Regions from separate parts of the Mus musculus genome. Here all the other regions are linked to region 2. Evidence: chromatin contacts called from public Hi-C and promoter capture Hi-C data. All regions are on one chromosome and are shown on one strand. Each heading gives the region's core, a stretch centred on a gene start, on an enhancer-like site or on the middle of the called end of the contact. The rest is flanking DNA. Distances are from core to core; before and after follow the strand shown. Region 1 overlaps Syne2 (spectrin repeat containing, nuclear envelope 2). Region 2 has its middle 19 kb from the start of Esr2. Region 3 overlaps Mthfd1 (methylenetetrahydrofolate dehydrogenase (NADP+ dependent), methenyltetrahydrofolate cyclohydrolase, formyltetrahydrofolate synthase).

The links. A called contact is a pair of places that touch in the nucleus more often than the background predicts. Capture Hi-C pulls out chosen DNA fragments and counts their contacts.
Region 1: a contact with region 2 is called in a Hi-C map of forebrain, with 2.0 times the contacts expected there. The contact joins two enhancer-like sites. A contact is called at or near these places in 4 of 39 promoter capture datasets (frontonasal cranial neural crest, hippocampal neurons, liver and 1 more), 8 of 484 Hi-C or Micro-C datasets (Sertoli cells, cerebellar granule neurons, cerebral cortex and 5 more), 5 of 115 datasets of contacts at active chromatin or transcription factors (acute myeloid leukemia, bone marrow-derived macrophages, embryonic stem cells and 2 more) and 3 of 9 other capture datasets (adipose tissue, liver and pancreatic islet).
Region 3: a contact with region 2 is called in a promoter capture Hi-C map of adipose tissue. The contact joins two enhancer-like sites. A contact is called at or near these places in 1 of 15 datasets of contacts at CTCF or cohesin (the G1E-ER4 cell line), 7 of 484 Hi-C or Micro-C datasets (the G1E-ER4 cell line, the HL-1 cell line, Sertoli cells and 1 more), 2 of 115 datasets of contacts at active chromatin or transcription factors (embryonic stem cells and epiblast stem cells) and 3 of 9 other capture datasets (adipose tissue, embryonic stem cells and pancreatic islet).

What each region holds. Positions count from the first base shown.
Region 1 is chr12:76,080,397-76,083,721 of GRCm38.p6, forward strand. The region is part of intron 99 of Syne2 (spectrin repeat containing, nuclear envelope 2); the gene reads left to right. Among named protein-coding and RNA genes, the nearest start is that of Esr2, 95 kb to the right of the region's middle. Within about 2 kb of position 1,450, at least 114 of the 459 cell types and tissues checked have an H3K27ac peak or open chromatin away from gene starts, as enhancers often do. A contact at or near this core is called in Sertoli cells, adipose tissue, cerebellar granule neurons and 4 more, where this site is marked.
Region 2 is chr12:76,195,168-76,198,313 of GRCm38.p6, forward strand. No RefSeq gene overlaps it. Among named protein-coding and RNA genes, the nearest start is that of Esr2, 19 kb to the left of the region's middle. Within about 2 kb of position 1,639, at least 232 of the 459 cell types and tissues checked have an H3K27ac peak or open chromatin away from gene starts, as enhancers often do. A contact at or near this core is called in Sertoli cells, adipose tissue, cerebellar granule neurons and 4 more, where this site is marked.
Region 3 is chr12:76,306,764-76,310,156 of GRCm38.p6, forward strand. It overlaps Mthfd1 (methylenetetrahydrofolate dehydrogenase (NADP+ dependent), methenyltetrahydrofolate cyclohydrolase, formyltetrahydrofolate synthase), which reads left to right. Exons shown (of 28, transcript NM_138745.2): 22 at 459-500. It overlaps Gm40443 (a long non-coding RNA gene), which reads right to left. Exons shown (of 3, transcript XR_001780628.2): 3 at 3,078-3,393. Among named protein-coding and RNA genes, the nearest start is that of Gm40443, 15 kb to the right of the region's middle. Within about 2 kb of position 1,403, at least 135 of the 459 cell types and tissues checked have an H3K27ac peak or open chromatin away from gene starts, as enhancers often do. A contact at or near this core is called in Sertoli cells and adipose tissue, where this site is marked.

The DNA.
Region 1 (3,325 bases), core at 200-2,699, 110 kb before region 2:
TAGATGGTAGCATGTAACCAAAGGCTTGTCCCTTCCTGTTGACACTGGATGGCTCTTGTGCATTCAGAAGTATCATGTCTCCCGGGAAAGACAGCAAAAGAAATTAAACATACTTTTCACATTCCCTCTACCAATGTGAGAACCCCGTCTCGTGTATGCTGATAGCAAGTAAAATGACATCTAAGCTCAGCAGGTTTTACCCCGGCAACCGTGGGTTATGGATGGTTTTCATCCCATGTAGAATGGGCTAACCCTTTTCATGGCCTTCCTCTTAGCTGTATCTTCCCAAGGTCACTGTGAGAGGCCAAACAGTGCTTCCGGTCAGGAAGCTGTCTTTCTCCAACCAGCACAGGTGCCGGGAAGGGTATAGAGGTCACTGGGTATAGAGAAGGAACTGCTGGAGGTGGCCCTGCCCAGTTCTACTTTCCTTCCTGTCAATCCAACTATTCCCCCTCCGGAGCAGAAGTGCCTTCTGGGAGTTGAGGGCTTCCCCAAGGGGAATGCAGCCAACTAATGGGAAGCAATTGCCCGGATGTGCTTGGTCAGGGAATGAGCGCCAGAGTCTCCCACTCAGAGGTCACAGGAGCAGCTCAGCTTGTGGCAGCGAGTAAACCAGGTGCCACGTTTTAGGGAAAAATGTTGCCAAGCCTGCACACCTTGTTCCACTGGTATAGAAGGCTTACATTGTCGTCGTCATGTCATCGTCATCTCACAGGTGTGAAATAGAGTAATGGTTAAGTCGTGGGTTGTAGGAACACAGGAGCTAAAGTCTCAAAATAGGAAAAGAAACAAGCCCAAGACATTGCCATAGGAGAAAGAAGGATTTCCGTCTTCCTACATTTTAGAAAACCCAGAAGGGAGAAACTGAAATCTCCTCTATCTTGAGGCCCATTTGTACTGCAAGGTGGAGTCCCTCCCTGTGCAACCGTCAGTGGGATAGTGTAAGATGAACTCTGGCCTTCTCAGGCAGGGCTCCAGTTCTTAGGCAAGAGGAAAGCTCCTTAGGGAAACGTCTCCTCAGGACCTGAGCAAATCACCCTCCACCCCCCACCCTCACCCCCACCCCCACCTGAAGCTCGGGCTTCAGGTTTCACTGCTGCTTGTAAACGTGACACGGAGAAATTATAAACCAGAAATCTCTTTTCTCCCATGTTCCCAATCTAAATGTTTCCTCCCTGGCTTTATAGCACTTCATAAATAACACGGTGCCAAGATAACGCTGGGACTTTCTCCCCTCAGCCTTGCAATCCTGTAGCGTCAGAACAAAGGCTGTGTGTGTGAGAGCAAAGAGCTGGAGAGACATGGTTTCTTTATTGCAAGGGGAAAAACAGATTAAAAATTGCGGAGCATAGAAAAAGGTGTCTTCCTTCCTTGCCGGCATTACCCTGTGCCCAGGAGCCAACTGGGGTGGTGCCGCTGCCGCGGCCGATGGGGAGCCTTGCGGAGGGCCTGGTTGGAAGATGCTGAGCCAGTGAATGAAGAGAGCAGGCTGGGCAGGGGGAGGGGCCGCCTGGCCAGGAGGTGGAGGTGCAGCCGGGAACTTGGAGCGTCCGCTGAAACCTAAGGAATGGTTTTTTCTCATAAACAGTAAGTGCCATGTCAGCGGCAGCTGCACCCGTGACCCAGGTGGCCCCTGCTATCTCTGTGTGTCTTGCTGTCTGGCTCACTCGTTTTGGTTACAATAGAGATCACCGATGAGATGGTGGCTGCGGAGTGTGTGCACTCAGCCATCGGGGGATGGGTTCTCTCTGGCGTCAGCATGCTTGTGGTGTCCGCAGCCTACCTCTGACAAACCAGGCAGAGAGAGAGAGATGCGATTATGCTGTGTGAAAAATAGAAATCTCCCAGCATCAAAAATGCTCCAAAGCAGCAATTGGCTCCAAAATGTGCTATCCTGTCTGTGCCCTCAAATCAGGGCGTGGAAATTAATGATTTTACTATGAAGATATTAAGCTCTTTAAAAGGATAAAATTGTACAAGCTTGGTACATTACGTTCAGCAACTGACAACTGCCTATAGGTTTAAGTATTTCCTTGGGTCCAGGTTTGGATACTATTGACCGTTTTAGTTCTCCTTACTAATTTTGTTACGCTGTCCACATTGACAGAGGCATCGTTTAACTTACACCTACCTGGGCTTTTATAATTTGCATACCGTATACTGTTTGCCATTAGAACAGAGCTGAAAGGTATATTACTCCATGTGCATGAACATGAATTATTCCAGAAATATGCATTTGCTATTTAAAGCCTCTCATATACATAGCAAGGCTTCTGCTTGCTATATGCAATGATCACCAAGTCACCTTCGTTTTGACGGTTCTTGAAGGAGAGCTGTGTTCTTCAGTGTTATATTCTGAGCCACCTCTAGTTAAGATGAAAGAAAAACTTTATTCACCTTGATCATGCCCTGTATCTCTCTACCCAAGATTCCTGTCATAGAACTCTTCTATTCTACAGCTGCTCTTAGGCATGACCCTAATTTTGTTTGGTTTCATAGGGGGAAAAAAATGTCTTTTGGGATGCATGGCTTCTCCTTTGCACCCAACAGTACAGTTTTGGTCATCAGTCCTGGAATTCAGCTCAGGAGACCAGACTTCTTTTCTTCTGGGTATATGTCATGTGTCCAGAGGTAATGCATGACAACTACTACCTGGATAACCATGGGCAAGTGCAGAGGTGGGTCCCACACAAGCTGCCCAGGTGGCTGATGTCATGTCATGCCACGCCGTTCTGACTAGGTTTCCTTGTTTCCTGATGTTAACTGAAGGTCTGAGTGGTTTGAGAACCATATGAGTGAGGCCTGATGTATAGAGGTCAGCCATCAGGATCAGCAAAGGGCACATGCTTCCCGAACCAGTGAAGGTGACAGTTGAGTTACAGTGTCTGTGGGGAGCAGAACTACAGAGACTTTAACAATTCATCTGTTATTCTTGGAATAAATTCTCAGGTGATTGCTGGAGAAACATTCTGATTCCAATGCATTGAGGGTGTCAGACAGAGGTTAAGCCACAGAGCAGGTTAGACTCACTGGGTAAATCAGTCTGTCTATCTGTCCATCTGTCTGTCTGTCTCTTCCCCTCCCCCTCTGCCTCTGCCTTCCCTTGCTCCACTTGGCCTTTAAGCTTACTTGTTACCAATAGATGACCTGCCACTCACAGAAGGACAGTAAGTTGCTTTGTGGGTAAAGTATTCTGTTATCCTCTTGTCTTTAACATATGGCATTGCCATCGTTTGAATGGAAAAGACAAACTGGTGACTGTCACTCCCTCCCCCAGTGGGTATTTATTTCTAAGTACTTCTGATACTGTACCCGATACCTAAGT
Region 2 (3,146 bases), core at 389-2,888:
CCATGGTGTGCACTGAGACTTATGGCCTCGTCCCTGGGGGAGTACAGCAAGGACAAACAGGAGAAGGCACAGCAGGAGCAAGAAGCAGTCATGGGACAAGGTACACCCATCCCAGCCATGCCAAATGGTGGGTCATCTCCAGGAAGCTCACTTGCCCACTGGAGCTCTTCCTGCATGGTGTCTGCCATTAAGAGAATGCACTGCTCTTTCAGAGAGCCCACGTTTGGTCCCTAGCACCCACACAGTAGCTCACAACGTTACCTATCACTCCAGTCCCAAGGGATCCAATACTCTCTTCTGATTTCCTTTGGCATTGCATGCACCTCATGCAAATGCATACACGCAGGCACCCACATATACACATAGAGTAAATAAATGACTTAAGATAAACACACGCACAGCTGGTGAGGTAGAGGTACACGGATCTCTGTGAGTTAGAGGCCAGTTGGTCTACATAGCCAATTCCCAGGCCATCCTAGGCTACATACTAGATGGCTCAGAGGTTGTGAGCACTGGCTGCTCCTGCAGAAGACAAGGGTTCAGTTCCCAGCACCCACATAGCAGTTCCCAGCTGCTTGTAAGTCCAGGTCCAGGGGACTCAACACTTTCTGGCCTCCACAGGCACCAGGCACACAACACGGAACACTCACAAATATATAGACACTCACATATACACGTAAAATAAAAATAAGAATTTTTTAAAAGTAATAAGCTGCGCATGGTGGCACAGCCTGTAATGCCAGCCCTTGGAAGGAAAACAATCTCTGTGAGTTTAAAGCCAGCTTGCAGAGCTGAGTACACGTACAGCTTAGGGGAACCTTGCACACGGAGCACATGCAGAGTTGTAGCCAGCACTGCAAGGTTCTGGAAAACTTCCCAGCATTTAGAGTCAGACCCCAGTCTGGCTGATCTGAGAGAAAATGCGAAGCCGCCAGGAGCCAAGACAGGGAAATCACCTGCCTGCTGCGACAGAGACCAACAGGCACGCAACTCTGCCCCGCCCAACACCCCGCCCGGGCAGCGCCCTGACACCACCCCCACACCCTGATTGGCTGGAATCCAGGCACGTTTTGTTGCCAGGTCTTCGATGGACACAAGAGCAGTCCGCCTGCGCAGGCTCAAGTCGGGTAAAACTGGCTTTGCCGCACTGTTGGGATCTTCAGGACCTCAAGTTTTGTAGCAACCCGAAAGCAAATTCTGAGCAGGAAGGTGGCCTTAGCCTAGATGGCCATTTGAGTTTTCTGACCCGCAGGCAAGGACATTGGGTAGGGTCCCTCCATGTGGAAGGGAACACTTAGAGTTGAAGGCCAGCGGACAGTGAAGGAGGAGAATTTTGGGAAACCCCTGGCTGTAAAACCTAACGACTCCTACGATGACCGCCAAAGAACAGAAGCAGAATACAATGTCTCAGGGCTGTGCCTTCTAGCTCAGGTGCTTCTGGTACCACAAGATCCTGTAATTACAGAAAGTGTTTTGTCAGAGTAATTGAAGCTGCCCACAACCCCATCATTAGAACTCAGAGATCCAAGTCACATTTATTATCTTGAGATAATGTTAAGATTCTAAGCAGCTCCAGCCTTGAAGCAAGCTGTTCGTTCAGCAATGATCCAGAGCTTTTTGTACCTCTGTCTCCCTCTGCTGTTTGATTCGGGACACTGCAGTCCTCTGTGATTCTTTTATTCGCGAGGAAGGGCTGACTGTGGAAAGACCTAAGGCTTCTGTGCTTTGGAGCCAGCTTTCTGTCTTTTGTTTGGGTTGTAGCTGGCAGCATGTGTACTGATCTCAGGCAGCCTGCAGCGCAAGCAGTCAGGAGACCTGGTCTGGCTGTCCTGTGTCCTGTGTAGACAAGGAGGATGTGGGGAAGCGAACACAGAAAGGCTCCTTTGGGCATAGATACCCACATCAGCTCACTGTCTCTGCAAAACAAAACAAAACAAAACAAAACAAAACAAAACAAAACAAAACAAAACAAAAACAAAAAACAAAAAAACTACCGTACAGGCAGTTGCACTCCAGGGTCCCCTGTCCATCTCTAGGCTGAGTGAATCCGACCCTGGCGCTGCCCAAGTCCCAGCTCTGGGCTGGGGTGCTGCCCCTGGCTGTAGCTGTCTGCCTGGGGCTTGAGGACGGAGCCTCTCTGGAGCTCTCTGTAGTCGCCTCATACAGAGTCAACAATCCACACACTGCTGCAGCCTTAGATGGATGCCCCAGCCATTTATTCGGGGGTGGGGGTCGGGGCAATGGACTTTTCTCTCAGGTTAGTCAGTAAATGCTGCATAAGACGATATGCAGTGAGCTTTCATAATTACACTAAAGAAAGATATAGGCTTGGGACAACTTTGTGTTCAAGGAAACCTTCAGTTCCAAGGATGAAGCCACAGGTGTGCACACGATAAGGCAAGCCCATGTAAAACCTGTTGTTGGAACTTAGAATGAGCTTAGAGAAGGAAACACTGCTTTGAACTTGTTCTTCATACCTTTCTGAAACTCCCTTTTTATGGAACATTTTATCTATAAAGTAATTCTTTCTTACATAGAGAACTTTTTGTCTAAAACGCTATAAAAAGGCTGATAGCAATAAAGAAAGGTGGTGTAGCTGTTTTCCACTTCACCCAAAGTGTGTGTGTGTGTGTGTGTGTGTGTGTGTGTGTGTTCTCTGTGTGAGTGACTTCTTTCCCTTTTCTCTTTTCTTTCCTTTCCTTTCCTTTCCTTTCCTTTCCTTTCCTTTCCTTTCCTTTCCTTTTTTCTTTTTTCTTTTCTTTTCTTTCTGGTTCAAAAAGTGTTAACGAGCTCTGAGCCTCTCAGAGGCTTCTAGCTGACTTGCCCGAGAAAGGAGCAGCAGCAAGAAATCCTTTTTGTAATTTCCCGGTGTTTATTTAAGCATTAAGAGTCAAGTTTGTTTGTTTGTTTGTTTTGGGGTTTTTTTTTTGGTTTTGTTTTTTGGTTTTTTGGTTTGTTTGTTTTTTTGTTTTTGTTTTTGTTTTTGTTTTTTTAGTGCTTGTGGAAGGCACAGAATAATAACAAAGAGTTAAGATTCCCCCAGAGTTTATTTAAGCACAAAGTGTTAAGTTTCCCCAGTGCTTCTTTAAGCACAGAGAGTTGAAGAGAAAAGAAGCCAGCAGTTTTCAGCCACAGAATAAGTACGA
Region 3 (3,393 bases), core at 153-2,652, 110 kb after region 2:
CCCTCTTCATTATTCCGACATCACAGCCCACCCACCACCCCACCTTCTGCCAAGGCACGAGCAACCACGCTCCTTACAGGCCTGACCTTAGACATCAGTAGTGACTTTCAGGGTTGGTGGCTGTCTTTTTTCCCCCCCATGCTCACCCTTACTTCCATTCCACTGGTGTGTGCTTCATTCCCTGGGATCAGTGTTCTGCCACAGCATATTTCTGTCTACCTTGGCATTCATCCATCTGTGCCATACCCTACCCCCACCCAATCTCGCATCACAAAGAAACACCTGACTGCTCGAAGCTCTACAGTCTCACATTCCAAGCCTGTTGAGCAGGAAACAGCTTCACACTGCTGCCCATTACTCTTTGGGGAGTGCAGCCACTTGCCTGTCAGTGTACTGAGCACCACTTTAGTGCCAACAGTGAGTAGGAAACGTGGCTGACTTTCTATCCTATCTTCTAGGTCACCGCTGGACTGCCTCTTCCCAAGGCTTACACAGAAGAGGTAACTACAATTATTTCCGATCAGTTGTCCTAGGAAACCGCATCCAAAATCGGCATGTCTTAATCTGGAAGGCAAAAGGTGGGGAGGTCCTTGGGGTGTTGAGGACAAAGCCTGCAGTGCCCTGGGAATCACATTAAGGAAATAGCAGTGACTAAATTTGGCAGTTTGCTCCTGGGGAACAAAGCTGTATCTAGAAGCTTTATGTTGCTATTCGTTAGAGATGGGGATCTCGTTAAGTAGTCTAGGCTGGCCTTGAACTCCAGTGTTATGATTAGAGCATGCACCTCATACCTACCTAGAGAGAGTCATTTCTGCTTGTTACAACTACTTCCAAAAGTGTTACTGGCATCTGATAGGTAAAAGACAGAGATGGTTGTTAAACTGCTGTGGTGTGTAAGACACCCCACCCCAGTAATAAAAATGACAGTAATGCTGGAGTTACGAAGCCCTGCTCTAGACTGTCACGCAGAAGTCATAAATGCCACTTAAATCAAGCAAGAAGAGAGCTTTAGAAATAACCTTTCCTTCTGCAAATTCAAACCTAAATCAAAGACCTGAGATAGAGCCAGTAAATGTCCTGGTTGAGTTTGGAGGCACGTCTTCTGTACATGGATTCGGTCTATTGGGCAGGAGCTCAAAGAACAGTTCTGAGCTCTTTTTTTTCTTCTTCTTCATACTGATATCATTTACCATCAAAGAAATATCCCTAGGGCCACTGTGAGTGATTACATAACCGATGGGCCTTTGATTAGATGCAGGGTCAGCTGCTGTCACTGTTGATTCAATTTCTCTGTCCTGGAGGGAAGCTCTTACGTTATCAGGCAGTGCACGGTCGGTGTACGGCCCCCAGATGAAGTTTGCAAAATTGACTGGAAAAAAAGATGGTTGGTGCCTTGAGTCTGCCTGTCTTCTGAGCTGTGATTTGCCTTTTATGGTCATCTGTGTGAGTCAGGCGTAGGAGGGGAATTCACAGCTCTGGCCCTCCTGCTACCCCACAGCCTTTCCTGTGTCTAATTACAGTGACTGCCCCGAACTGGCCCAGCTGGTGTCTTCATTTAAGAAATTCGGCTTATTTAAAACTGTTCTCAGTCGGTCTTATATATTGTTTTTTTTTTTTTTTATGTGACTAGAGGTAAAAAACAAGAGTGTGCTTTAAATCGTCAGATTAATCTTGATCTCAGATTACAATGAAAGGGCCTCACAAGCTGCTTGATAGCTTAGTTGGTAGTATGATTGTACTTCATGCACGCACGAAGCTTTGGGCTTACTCCCTACTACTGAGCAAGGCCAGGCAAGCCAGGGCCTTAGTGTCAGTGTTGGCACCCTTGGAAAGAGGAAGGAGTGGGACCAAAATCCTTGACTTTATAGCAGGTCTAAGGCGGGCCTGGGCGACATGAGGCCCCATGCCCATCCATCCATTCATCTAGATCTACATAGATAGTTAAATTTTGGGGGACATACCTAGTGGAAGGAGAGAGCCAGCCCCTGCAAACTGACCTTTGATTGTCACACTCATACCATGGTACAAGCCACCGTGGGGGGCATACACAAATGAGTATAATTTTGAAAATAACAAATAGCCATGCTTGGTGGCACGTGCCTTTCATCCAAGTACTTGGGAGGCAGATCTCTGTGAGTTCAAGGCCAGCCTGGTCTACATCGTGAGTTTCAGGACAGTCAGAGCTACAGAGTAAAAAAAAACAAAAACCAGAAGGAAGAAAGTCTTTAAAGTATGTTTCAAGACAAAAATGGTGGCATACTCCTATAATCCCCACATTTAAGAGGATGAGGCAGGAGGATCACAAGAGCCCAGAAAATATAGTAAGGTCCTGTCAGGAAATAAGTAGGTAGTGGTTAAGAGCACTGGCTTCTCTTCCAGAGGACCCGACTTTGATTCCAGGTACCCACATAGTGGGTCACAACCATCTGTCACTCCAGTCCCAGAGAGGAGCCAACCCCCTCCTCTGGCTTCCAGGGACACTGCATACACATGGTGCACAAACATGCAGGCAAACACCTATATATACAAAATAATTACATTTTTTAAAAAAGCTTTTATTTTTAAGAATTAAATAAATACGGCTCAGTGGTTAAGCACAGTGGCTGCTCTTCCACGGGGCCTGAGTTCATTTTCCAGCACCCACATGGCAGCTCACAGCCATCTGTAACTCTGGTTCCAGGGTATCTGGCAGCCTCTCACAGACATGCAGAACACCAGTACACATAAAGAATAGATAGACAGATAGATAGATAGATAGATAGATAGATAGATAGATAAACAAGTAAGTAGATGGTTTTTAAAATTAAATAAGTAATATTTCTCATATGAATGAGACTATCAGTACATTGCCCAGAACAAACTCTTACTCAAGATTGATCTATGTGTAGGAAGGTTTTGCCTACTTTGGCATCCTTTGGCCCTCCTTTGCTTCATGTTGTCATGTGCTAGGGTCATGGGCATGTGCCACCACAGCTGGCATATGTGCGGAGAGTCAAACTGAGGACTTCATGCGTCTAAGCAAGCACTCTGCCAACTCAGCTATAGCCTCAGCCCCTAATAATCATTTTTACGCTGGGTTTTTTTTTTTAAAACCTCTATGTTTTGTATGTGTACATGGGAAGTACTTCATGTATGCATGCATATCATACCCATGTCTGGCTCCCTCAGAGGCAGAAGAGGACATCGGATCTCCAGGAACTGGAATTTTAGGTGGTTGTCTTAGAGCCCCTTGTAAGAACAGTCAGTGCCTCAACTGCTGAGCCATCTCTCCAGCCCTGGCTTTTCTTTTAAGCTTATTTTTATTCACGTGTCTCCGTGTGCAGGCGCGTGCATAGGGTGGAGGTTGGGAGTGTCTGAAGAGACCAGAAGAGGATGAGCCATAGCGCTGGGGTT